Linked DNA regions of Sus scrofa: all the other regions are linked to region 3. Evidence: chromatin contacts called from public HiChIP or PLAC-seq data. All regions are on one chromosome and are shown on one strand. The core of a region is the stretch at or near the end of the contact, and the rest is flanking DNA. Distances in the headings are between cores, read along the strand shown.

Region 1 (3,426 bases), core at 552-3,051, 150 kb before region 3:
ACCTGGTCCCCTTTCTATTGTCCCCTGCTGGTCCTTACCGTAGGGGTTGGGGCAGGGAATTGTTTTAGATGGAGTTCAGCCAATGAGGCCTTGAGGAGACCCCCCCCACAGGACTGGGGAGATGGGTGGTGAGGAGGCTCCGTGAAGGAATGAGTGGAGGGACCCCAAGCAAGGGACTGGGCTTGGGCCCAATCCCCACATCTGCCCTGGGCCCACCAAATGTCCTTGCCTGTGATTCAAGTGCTTTATACTGGTCATCACCTGGAATCCTCAAACATCCTATTATGAGCCCATTTTACGGGCAAGGAAATGAAGGTTCAGAAAAGTTAGGTAATTTCCCCAAGGTCACACAGCTAGGGAGGAATGGAGTTCTCTGGCCCAGTGGAGACCAGAGCCTGTGCAAAGGCCCTGAGGTGGACCTTAGGCCCAGGGTGCATTAAAAGTGTTATAATGAGGCCAGCAGGCCAGGGCCAGAAGGGAAGAAGAAGAGATACTTCTTGGTCCCATCCGGGTCCCACTCTCTCAAGCAAAAGGCTCCAGCCTTCGCAGGATGTGGCTTCCTGCTCAGTGAAGCAAAGCTCCATCCATCCTGGCCTCGGGTTCCTGTTTGGAGGAGAGAGGGCCACAGAGAGGCCTCTGGTGTCAGGAGAAGCAGCAGCTTCAGGGGAGAATTGCAATTTTTTTTTTTAAGACATGGAAAGTGAGAGAGGTCGGTGATGGTGGAGGGGGAACGCCAGCACAGGGACCTAGCGATGAGGGCCGGCCTTGTCTCCTGTCTGCTCCACACCCCCCCCCCACGCCCCATCTCCTAGGGTAACGCGGGCTGGGGTGCCACTGGGGCCGAAGGAACCTCGGGCAGGGCTGAATTGGAGGCGGTCGAAACCAGCTCTTAGGCTCCTGCTGGGCACAGGACAGCTGGGCCACCTTGCGCCTGACGCCAGGCGGCGGGGCCCCGCACATCCCCGAGCGCCCTCTCCGCGGGCAGGGGGCGCATCCGCCGGGAGCCTGCGGGCACGCGCGCGCGCGGGCACACACCCTCCCCCAGCACACGCGCTCACGGAGCCGGCGGAGGAGCCGAAAGGAAGCAAGAAGTGAAAGTGAGCAACCTCTAGTGAAAGAAAAAGACATGCACAGACAGCTCGGGAATTTATGCCGGTGGCGGAGGCCTGGGCGCGCGCACGCGGCGCGTCCCCGGCAGCCGGGCTCGGGCTTGGCGGCCCTGGCAGAGGCATCGCCACCCGGGGCCGGGCCGTCCTACGGCTGGCGAGGCTCTGCAGCGACCCGGGCTTCCTCCTCCACCCCACCGCCTGCACGGACTGCCCTTCCGGGCGGCTCCCAGGAGCGCCAAGACCTGCAGTGGTCGTGGCGCAGGTGGCCTTGGCAAGAGCCGGTCTCCCGGAGAGGGACCCTCCCAAGTGACCGTCCAGGGGCACCAAGGGCCATTTGGCTGATGAGAACCGCTCCCAGGCAGCGGCCTTGGGGCCTCGGGAGCCCCCTCCCCCATCCTTCCCTTCCAGAACCCGCTTTTCCAGCTCGGCAGCAGCGTCAGGTTTCTGGCGTGTGGATTGTTTTCCACCCCTGGGGCTTGGGTGGGAAGAGCGAAGACAGGAAAGCGGTTGCCCACGTCGTGTGTTCTGCCGTTCCCGCACCGCCTCCTCCAGAGGCGCCCCGGGGACCCTCCTAGCTGAAACAAACACAGAAACCGGGCCGTCTTAACAAAAAAGGCGCAGATGCTGGGGCGCTTAGCAAGCCGGGCCTTTTGGACAAACATGAGGGAGAGGCCATGAACAGTACTGCTATTTGCTGGAGCTCTTGGTGAGCAGTAAATAGCAAGCAAGTCTCAAGACCCAGAGAAGGGCGTGGCTTCGTCCCAGTGCCGAGCAAACTGGTGGCAGAGTTGGAAGACCCATCTGCCGGATGAGGTCCCGGGGGGGGGGGGGGGGGGGGGGGGGGGGGTGTCCGGCAGAGTATCCCTCACTGAGCTGGGATGCAGAAAGAAAACACCCGTCCCAGGCCTCTCAGAGGAGCCAGAGAAATAAACAAGCAAAATACGGTGTGCTTAGAGCTGGGAAGAGGCGGGAGCCCGGGAGACATGCCAGGGGAGGCCAGAGAAGGTGCTCCCTGCAAAGGCAGGGCTGTGGGAGGACAGGGCAGGCGCAGTTGGCTGCGGACCCCAGGATCCCCACGTTCCCAGGCTCCGCAGACACCCAGGTTGCAGAGAGTCTGCGACACCACCAAAGTGGAGGTGAGGGTCCCACAGAAACATGAGACCGCTTTGCACTCTCCAAGGATGGAGAGACAGAGGTGGAGCGAGCAGCCCAAGGTCACCCTGCTGGCTAGACTTTGGGCTGGGCCCCAACAGCGCAGAGAAGGTGCTAAATAAATGGCTCGGGGAAGACTGGATCCCAGGAGCCACGCCCCTCCCTCCCTCTTTCCCTTCCTGAAAATCTTTGTTGAGTAGGTGATATTTATTTATTTATTTATCTATCTATCTATTTTAGGGCTGCACCCATGGCGGATGGAAGTTCCCAGGCTAGGGGTCGAATCCCAGGCTAGGGGTTGAATCAGCGCTGCAGCTGCTGGCCGACACCACAGCCACAGCAACATGGGATCTGAGCCACGTCTGTGACCTACACCACAGCTCATGGCAACGCCGGATCCCCCACCCACTGAGCGAGGCTAGGGATCAAACCCACTTCCTCATGGATACTAGTCAGATTTGTACCTGCTGCGCCATGGCAGGAATTCTGAGTACGTGATTATCAAGACACAAAAGTGTTAAGATAATTTTAGCTGTTGGTCAGGGGTGTAATAGAGAGTGACTCTGTGTGTGTGTGCACACGTGTGTACTGAGGAGAGGGCCTCTGAGCTGAAGGATGAGCAGGGGCCGGGGGAAGGTGATTTAAGGACCAAATACACGGGGCAGAGGGAATGGAAGTACACCAGGCAGAGGGAATGGCACATGCAAAGGCCCTGAGGCAGAAACATGCCTGGTGTGTTGGAAGAGCAGAAAGACAGCTACGTGGCTGGAGCAGAGGGGGCAGGGGGGTGCAGGCCACCGAGAGGAGTTGGGGTGTGATTTCAAGGACATACCTCACATGTGACGGGCGTGGAGCTGCTGGAAAGGCTGTGGTGGGAGAACCCACCCCCTGACCGCAGTGGGCCGGGGAGACCGATCCAGAAGGAGCACATCTGCTCCTCACTGCCCTGGCTCCTTCCGCTGCAGCATCTTTCTGGGAGCCCATGGCCCGGGAGGGAGGGCGCTGCTTTGGCTTACCTTCGCCTTGGTGGTGACGCCTAAACCGTGCGTCCTCTGGGTCACGCTGGTCTGCTGCCACCCGAGGAACGTCTCGCCATCGTCACCATCGGAAGCATCGTAGTGCATCTGTCCCGCACAGGTCCCGGGCCAAGCCTGTGATGTGTGGC
Region 2 (3,624 bases), core at 63-2,562, 250 kb before region 3:
ACCCACACCACAGCAGCAAGCCAAGCCACAGGAGTGACAATGCCAGATCCTTAACCCACTGAACCGCCAGGGAACTCCCTCCATATCCACTCTTGTCCCTATGACTCAAGTGAACTTTACGGTTCTGGTCTCCTTGCTCTTCTCTGTAAAACTTCCAAGGTTTCCAGCCGCCTCTAGGACAAGGGCTGTGGTTGGGCCACACCGATCCTCTCTTGGGTCCTTAGGTCTGTGCCCTTGGGACCCTCATCCACGTGGTTCCTGCTCCCTCCACCAGTCACTATTCCCCTGCCTGATCCCTTCTGGCCCTCAGGCACCTCCTTGGGGAGCCCTCCTATGCCCTCCAGAGATCAGGCCCCTGCGACCAGCCCTTCTAGCCCCACCCGCACAGTCCCCTCCCAGCCCGCTACCCTCTTGTTGTCATTTGATGCATTATTCATAATGGTGTGTGCAGCCTCTGCCTTCCCTGCAGGACTGTGAGCCCCTTGTGGGCCTGGCTACGTCTGTCATGTTTGTCACTGTGCTCCCAGCACCCTCCCCATAGGCCCCGTCACCATCCGGGTTTGGTTTTCAGCTCGGCTCCACCCCAGGGCAGGGGAAGGGGAGCCTGAGGTCCGCCCTTCCCTCCAGGAACCCCTCTCTGCAGAAACCATGGGTTTCCAGGGCAGCCCTCCCTGGACCAGTGACCACTACCCGGTCAAGGTCAAGTCAAGGTGCTGCTGTGGGCTCTGCTGTGGGCTGGAGATCAACCTAGGGCAGGGCTGTGGCGGCCTTGTGCCCCCCCACTCCCCAAGCCCCAGTGCCTTGCACAGCCCTGGGTTGGCAGTGCCCAACAGGGCACTGCTCTCAGCTCAGGCTTGGGGGGCGGTGCTGGATGGACAGCCCCTGGGAGCCTGGCCTGGGAGAGGAGCCAGAGGGGTGCAGGGAGGGGCCCCCTTCACATCCATTTCCCTCCCAGAGCACCCCCCCAAGCTGGCTTCCCACATTCCAACTGGCCTTGAACCCCCTCCCTGACCCCCGCTGCCTGCCCCCTCCTCCCTTCCTCCCGCCACCCCCTCTCCCCTCTCTCTTGCTCCCCCTCCCCGTTCCCCTTCCCCATCCTCTTCTCTCCTCTGCAATCCTCTCCTCTTTTCTCTGAGTCCTTCTCCCTCGCCTCCTTCCTTTCTTCTTCCTGGGTTAAAAATAATCAACTTTCTGGGAAGCAGCAGCTCCTGCTGAGCCGCCCTCCCCACACTTGGGAGCCCCTGAGAATAGCTTTCTGCGGTTCTCAACTCCAGCCCCTCCTCTCCCCCACCGCCCCCTCCCCGCGAGCTGACTAATAAGCCTGGGCCTCGGCAGCAGTGCCAGCTCGGCTAGAAAGGCATTAACCGCTTCGTGCCCAGACCCAGACCGTGGGGGCGCGCCGCCCCCTGCAGTCCGGCCTGGAGTGGGGGCGCCCCCGGGTCGCTCGCAGCTCCGAAGACGGCTTGGCCACAGCCAACCCCGAAGCTCTGAGCTGCACGTAGTAGACGCTCAATTAATTTTGGTGCTGGGTGAACTTTGACCTGTGACCACCAAACCGGCTGGTCGGGCTATTTTTACAGCTCGCTTGGGGCTTTGTGGCAGCGCTCTGGCATCGGGGGCATGTCGGATACCCCAGGGATAGAGAGGGGCTGATGCTTTGGAGCCACGTGGAGGGTGTGAATGGGCCGGTGAGACTCCCTCAGCTTGGCCGGGAGGATTCCTTGCCCCCTGGCGCTGGGCACCACCTGAAGAGGGCCAGGGCCATGCCCGCCACAGGGTGGGCCAAGGGCAGGGAGGGCTGAAAACTGTCCCGGGATCCAAGAACGTCACCGCCGGTCCGTCTTTAGCGATCTTCTGGCTAAAGAGTAAACTGAGTCCCGGAGGAGGAGTCCGGGTTCGTGCCGCAAGACCTTAAGGGACGCAGAGCCGCCCCAGACCCTCAGCTCCAGCACAGGGCTTTCTTGCCAGTGTCGGGCTGCAGGAGGAGGACAGGTGGGGGGGATGAAGGTCAAAGGTGAGGGGTAGTGGGAGAGCCAGAACTCCAGACCCGCGAGTCCCTGCTGGCTCCGCCCACTCCGCGCGGTCCCGGCATTACCTCATCGCGGCGTACGCCCATTGGCTGGTTACCCCGGAGGCCGGCCCAATGCGGCGGAGCCCGTTAACCCTTGCTCGGCCCTGGCCGAGCCTCTTGTCCCCGAGACCCCACGTGGCCTTCGGGCGGCCAAGGGCCGCGGACACCGGGAAGGGTACTTGGGTGGGCAGGCCTGCGGCCGAAGAGTTCAGTGATGAGAGCACAAGTCGGCCACCCTGGCTTGGGCCCCATTCTCCCACAAGCTGTGTGACCTTGGGCAACCGGCCTCACCTCCCTGAGCCTCCTCCGCTTGTTTTCTCAGCTGTAAAAAGAAGTGAATGATGTAACTCCTGCCCTTCCTAATTCCTTCCCGGGTGCTTGCCAAGTGCCCGGCACACGTGGGCTCCGCGTTCCGCACTGCCTCTTCGCTGCGAGAGCTACGGTTCTGATTATGGGTTTTCAGAAGAGGAAACCGGCTCAGAGCAGCCAAGCACCTCCTAAGGTCACACAGCAAGAAAGTCACAGAGCTGGGATTTGACCCCAAGCTTGTGTGCGGCGCTCTGAGCCTAGACTTGTACTCTGCGCAGGCTACTGCGTCTGCTAGGAGATGCTGCTTCTAGAAGCTTCTTGTCCCTTAGGAGGGACAGGCAGTCACATCCCCGGCCAGTCAGCCCACTGGAGCCGCTGTGACCAAATAATACCAGTGACAAGCTGGAGGCTTCCTGGAGCAGAAGGGGCTGGAGGTGAACATTCAAAAGAGGAGGCAGGAGGACCCTCAGATAAAGGCAGAGGCAATTCATGGGGTGCAATGGGGGTGCACGAAGTGGAGTCAGGAAGCTCCAAAGAAGCCTGGTCCAGGGTCAGCCACTGGATGCTGATGTGGAGCCCAGGAAGGCTGCTTCTGTCTAGGCAGCCCTGGGGTGGCAGGTGGGGGAGCAGGAATATAAGCAGAGCCCACCTACCTCGCATCTAAGTATTTACAAGTTATAAATCAAGCTAACGAAGTGCTGAATAAAACATGCTCTGTCCTCCTTCCTTGGCAAATACACCTTCCTAAGGACGAACACACCTGGAAGGCTGGGTTTGTATTGAGGAGTCTCAGAATCCTGGGGTCCACGCTGGAAGTGGCAGCATGGGGAGAGGCAGCCTTGGCTGCTGGTTCCTACTCAGCCCCTCTTTTCTTCTTGTCCCTGGCTTCATTCTTTTCTGTGAAGGGTTTTGCGTGCTGGGTGTGGACACTCCAGCCTGCATGGGTAAACTCTGCCCACACCCCCTGCCCACAGCCACCTCTGGGCCGCCCCCAGGAGGAAGGACCCAGGAAGTGGGCTGGGGGCCACTGAGCAGGGAAGTCCATGGTCCCAGATCAGAGATCGAGCTGGGAGTGTGGCCTCGGTCTCGAGGATTTCTCATCCCATGAGGAAAGGCACAGTCAGAAAAGAGCCAGAGTGCCACCCTCTAGACTGGGACTCAGGTCTGAGGGCACTGCTATGGACCCTGGGGGGGGCTGCTGATTCCCAGGCTAGGGTCTAACTGGAGCTATAGCTGCCAGCCTA
Region 3 (3,675 bases), core at 714-3,213:
GACCCATCTGCAGCATCTGGAAGTTCCCAGGCTAGGGTTTAAGTCGGAAATGCAGCTGCAACCTATGCCGAAGCTTGTGGCAACACCAGATGCTCAACCCACTGATGGAAGCCAGGGATCAAACCTGCATCCTCACGGAGATAATGCCAAGTTCTTTTTCTTTTTTTTCTTTTATTTATTTTTTTTTTTTTTTGTCCATTTTAGGGCCCCACCTGTGGCATATGGAAGTTCCCAGGCTAGGGGTCAAATCGGAGCTGTAGCCACTGGCCTCTGCCAGAGCCACAGCCACTCGGGATCCCAACCGCATCTGTGACCTGCATCACAGCTCGCGGCAATGCCAGATCCCTAACCCACTGAGCGAGGCCAGGGATCAAACACACATCCTCATGGATACTAGTCAGGTTCATTACCACTGGGCCTCAACTGGAACGCCAATGCCAGGTTCTTAACCTCTGAGCCACAGTGGGAACTTCGTAAATTTTTAACCTAAATCCTCAGTCTCCTCTCCTATTCAAGCACACATGCGCTATTCCCACCAGACTTGGTAGGGGGGATGTCTCTGGCCAACACTTTCTGTGTGTTCCAATCTTTTCAAGAAGAGGCCCCCAAGCCTCAAGAGAGATTTTTTTCCTGCCGTCTGAATTGCATTTGCGAAGGGTAATTGATTTGCTTCCCCATTTTTTATTAATCAAAGAAAAACCACAGCCAGCCGGGCCTCTGATCTGGGGGACGTGTCCATACCGAGACGATGCCCAACGTTCCTGATGAGGTCACAGAGGCCTCCTTCCTGCTAGGCTTTCTCAAGTGTCCAGAACACTCCTCTACAGCCTGGGAGCCTGAGGTGCCCAATAGGAAGCCTGGGTTCCAAGGACAGGAAGCAGGCTGAGAGCAACACACCAAGGTTATCCTGGAAGTAAAACCCAGGTGCCATTAGAACTGAGGCCCGGGCTTCCTGCCTCTCTCTTCAGATGTGACCAGAGCCCCAGAGCATGTCCCTAGGGTCTCTTGGCCACAGTGCCAGAGCAGAGAAAACCGGAGCAGCAACCCAGTTAAGGCTCATTTTCAACAGGAGAGCTCCAAACACAGCCGTGCCCACCCACCCACCCCACGCAACTCGCTGGGCCCGCGGACCCCCCAACATCTGGCCTGAATCCTCCCTGCTTCTGCCACATCTGGATGGGGGGAGGGTGTGAAAATGACCCTCCCCTATTTCCCAGGGCTGGTTCCTAACAGTTGGAGAGTCTGAGAAGGAGAAGGCTTTTCTTGGATCTCATACAGAAGCTCATTCAGCAAGATTTGCTGAAAGTCTCAGTTTCCCTTCCCAGTAAGTCGGGTGCTGAGCCTCCCCCACCCCCAAGCCACAATCCCCCATCTCGGGCCCGGCTCCTGGAACAGCTCCAGGACAGAACCAGACCAGCTCCTGCTGCAACCCTGCCGCGGAACAAGCCAGGACCTGGAACCAGTGCCCCTGGATTGGGTCCAGGCTCTGCCACTGACCCCCGGTCAAACTTAGGCCAGCCATTCTGCCTAAGAAACAGTCATACATCCATCTGAGATCAAATGAACCTGCCTCATCGTGGTTCCAGGTTCTTCAGATGTCCCCACTCAACTCACCACCTCTCACCCTGGCCTCTTAGCCCCAGGGCCCTCCCTTATGCTGTTGCCTCCAACTGGAACACCTTTCCCTGCTCCTGATCTGGCCAACCCCAGCCCAGCCTGAATATCACCGTCCTCTGGAAGCTTTGCCTGAACCTGGGGCCACTGTACCGCCGCCTGTACCCCTGGGGCACCCTCCCCACGACTCAGATGGGGTCCTCTCATGTCTTAATGATGGCTGAATGTCTGCGATCCCGCCTCATGCCCACTCTGACCCCAAAGGACCAGACACAGCGTTGACAATGCTTGGGCAATGGAGTCTGGAAATGTTTCAATAAGATCACGGGTTTTAAAGCGCGGGATCGGATGCGGCTGGGGGCTGATGTTTGTGAAAAGAGTGGGTGAGTCAGGGATAGGGCAGGCGCCCAGCCACGCCCCTTAAAGGGCTCCTGGAAGAACGCGACCTAGCTATCCAGGGTCCTCGGCGCGTGAGGGTTAATTCAAAGGGCCTTCCGCAGCTGCACACCCCGCGGGGGAATGGGGGATGCACTCCCCCACCAACCGCTAACCCCTAGGGCGCCGGCTGCTCCGTGCACGCATGCTCCAGCGGAGGCGCGCCCGGGGCCGCGGAGCTGAACTACAACTCCCATGATGCCCGACCCCGGGGCGGGCCCGGGAGGAGCGAGCGCCGGCGGCACCGCCCCTCACGGCCTTCTGGGGACTGTAGTTCTCCCCCGCGGTGTGCGGCCTGGGAACTGAGGTGTCTCGGCGGTCTCTATAGGAAGCCTCCGCGGCCCAGGAGCAGGGAGGGGCTGAGGGCTTTGCGGGCTGCCTGGGGGTCACTTCACTCCTGCAGCTGTCTCTGCTGGCGTCTGTTTTTCGTCGCCGTCTTCATCGTTATGGACCCTACCACCACCGTCATCATCATAACAGTTGCTCTATTTCGTGAGCAGCTATTTTGTGCTAGGCCCTGAGCCCTTGGGAAGACAGAGATGAAGACAGACGTGGTCCCCATCTTTGCTGGCCAAGCACGGAGACAGGGGACGTTTAATCGCACAAATAATTATTTGTACTGGGTACAAAAGAGTGTAGCGTGAGGCTAAAACAGCAGAGGGGGTGGGGAAGGTGATAGTGACTATTTTCTGAGCTAAAGACAGATGCAAACAGAGTGTGAACAAATGGACTGGCATCTTTGAAATCCAAGGAGTGAATTTGATGGGTGGACTGGGAAAATCTAGAACCATTCCTGCAAATGCCTTCATTATTCCCAAGGAGAAATTTGCCCAGAGAGGTTCAGGGACTTGCCCGAAGGCACATGGCAAGTCAGAGGCCACTGGTACAAGGATGTAGCCTCAGATGTTAAACTCCCCAAGGACAGGGCCTGGGTCTTATGTGTCTTCTAGACACCCCAACCCCAACAGACAGACAAACAGACACACACACACACACACACACACACACACACACGCAGCTCTCACCCAGCCTTGCACACAGTGGTGTGAGCAAGAGTTCCAGGGACAAAAACATCTCACGCCCAGGGTGCTCCCTCAATGTGACAGAGCCCAGCCCTTGTTCAGCAAAGGTCTTCGCCTGCCTGAGCCTGTTTCCCCATCAATGAAAGAAGGGCACCGTACACTCCCCTCGTAGGATAGTTCTAGCAAAAAAACCAAAGCTGATGGATATGAAACCAGCATTTTACAAGCAGGAGAGGTGCTGATGTGAGTCACTTTCCATGCTGTGCCCCAGTGCAACGCTGTGGGACAGCCAGGAGCCATCTGCGGGCTGGCATTGGGTGCCAAGTGGGGGGACAGCTGCCAGTGCGGGAGGCGCACAAAGGAGAGAGCTGTGAGCCTGAGGCCCTTCTCTGAGGAGGTGGCGTTTAATCTGAGCCCTGAGGACGCCCTCGTCAGGTCTCCAGGGTGAGCATGGAATGTGTCTCCTGCAGCGGCCCATCACAGGTGCTCAGTTTAAATAGCAGAGCTTCCGTGCAAATATGACCATATCACCTCTCCTGAAAAGCCATCTGGGGCTCCCTGTGGCCCTCCAGATGCAGTCCACTGTCCTTAGTCTGAGCCCTGC

Evidence for each region. HiChIP or PLAC-seq counts read pairs in DNA pulled down with a chosen protein or histone mark.
Region 1: a contact with region 3 is called in an H3K27ac HiChIP or PLAC-seq map of alveolar macrophages. The contact joins two enhancer-like sites. A contact is called at or near these places in 1 of 47 Hi-C or Micro-C datasets (subcutaneous adipose tissue) and 1 of 2 datasets of contacts at active chromatin or transcription factors (alveolar macrophages).
Region 2: an H3K27ac HiChIP or PLAC-seq map of alveolar macrophages shows a contact between it and region 3. The contact joins two enhancer-like sites. A contact is called at or near these places in 1 of 47 Hi-C or Micro-C datasets (embryonic fibroblasts) and 2 of 2 datasets of contacts at active chromatin or transcription factors (alveolar macrophages and skeletal muscle).

The regions. Positions count from the first base shown.
Region 1 is chr1:269,624,661-269,628,086 of Sscrofa11.1, reverse strand. No RefSeq gene overlaps it. Among named protein-coding and RNA genes, the nearest start is that of IER5L, 170 kb to the right of the region's middle. Within about 2 kb of position 1,801, at least 48 of the 83 cell types and tissues checked have an H3K27ac peak or open chromatin away from gene starts, as enhancers often do. A contact at or near this core is called in alveolar macrophages and subcutaneous adipose tissue, where this site is marked.
Region 2 is chr1:269,723,664-269,727,287 of Sscrofa11.1, reverse strand. No RefSeq gene overlaps it. Among named protein-coding and RNA genes, the nearest start is that of NTMT1, 94 kb to the left of the region's middle. Within about 2 kb of position 1,312, at least 70 of the 83 cell types and tissues checked have an H3K27ac peak or open chromatin away from gene starts, as enhancers often do. A contact at or near this core is called in alveolar macrophages and skeletal muscle, where this site is marked.
Region 3 is chr1:269,474,084-269,477,758 of Sscrofa11.1, reverse strand. No RefSeq gene overlaps it. Among named protein-coding and RNA genes, the nearest start is that of IER5L, 20 kb to the right of the region's middle. Within about 2 kb of position 1,963, at least 66 of the 83 cell types and tissues checked have an H3K27ac peak or open chromatin away from gene starts, as enhancers often do. A contact at or near this core is called in alveolar macrophages, skeletal muscle and subcutaneous adipose tissue, where this site is marked.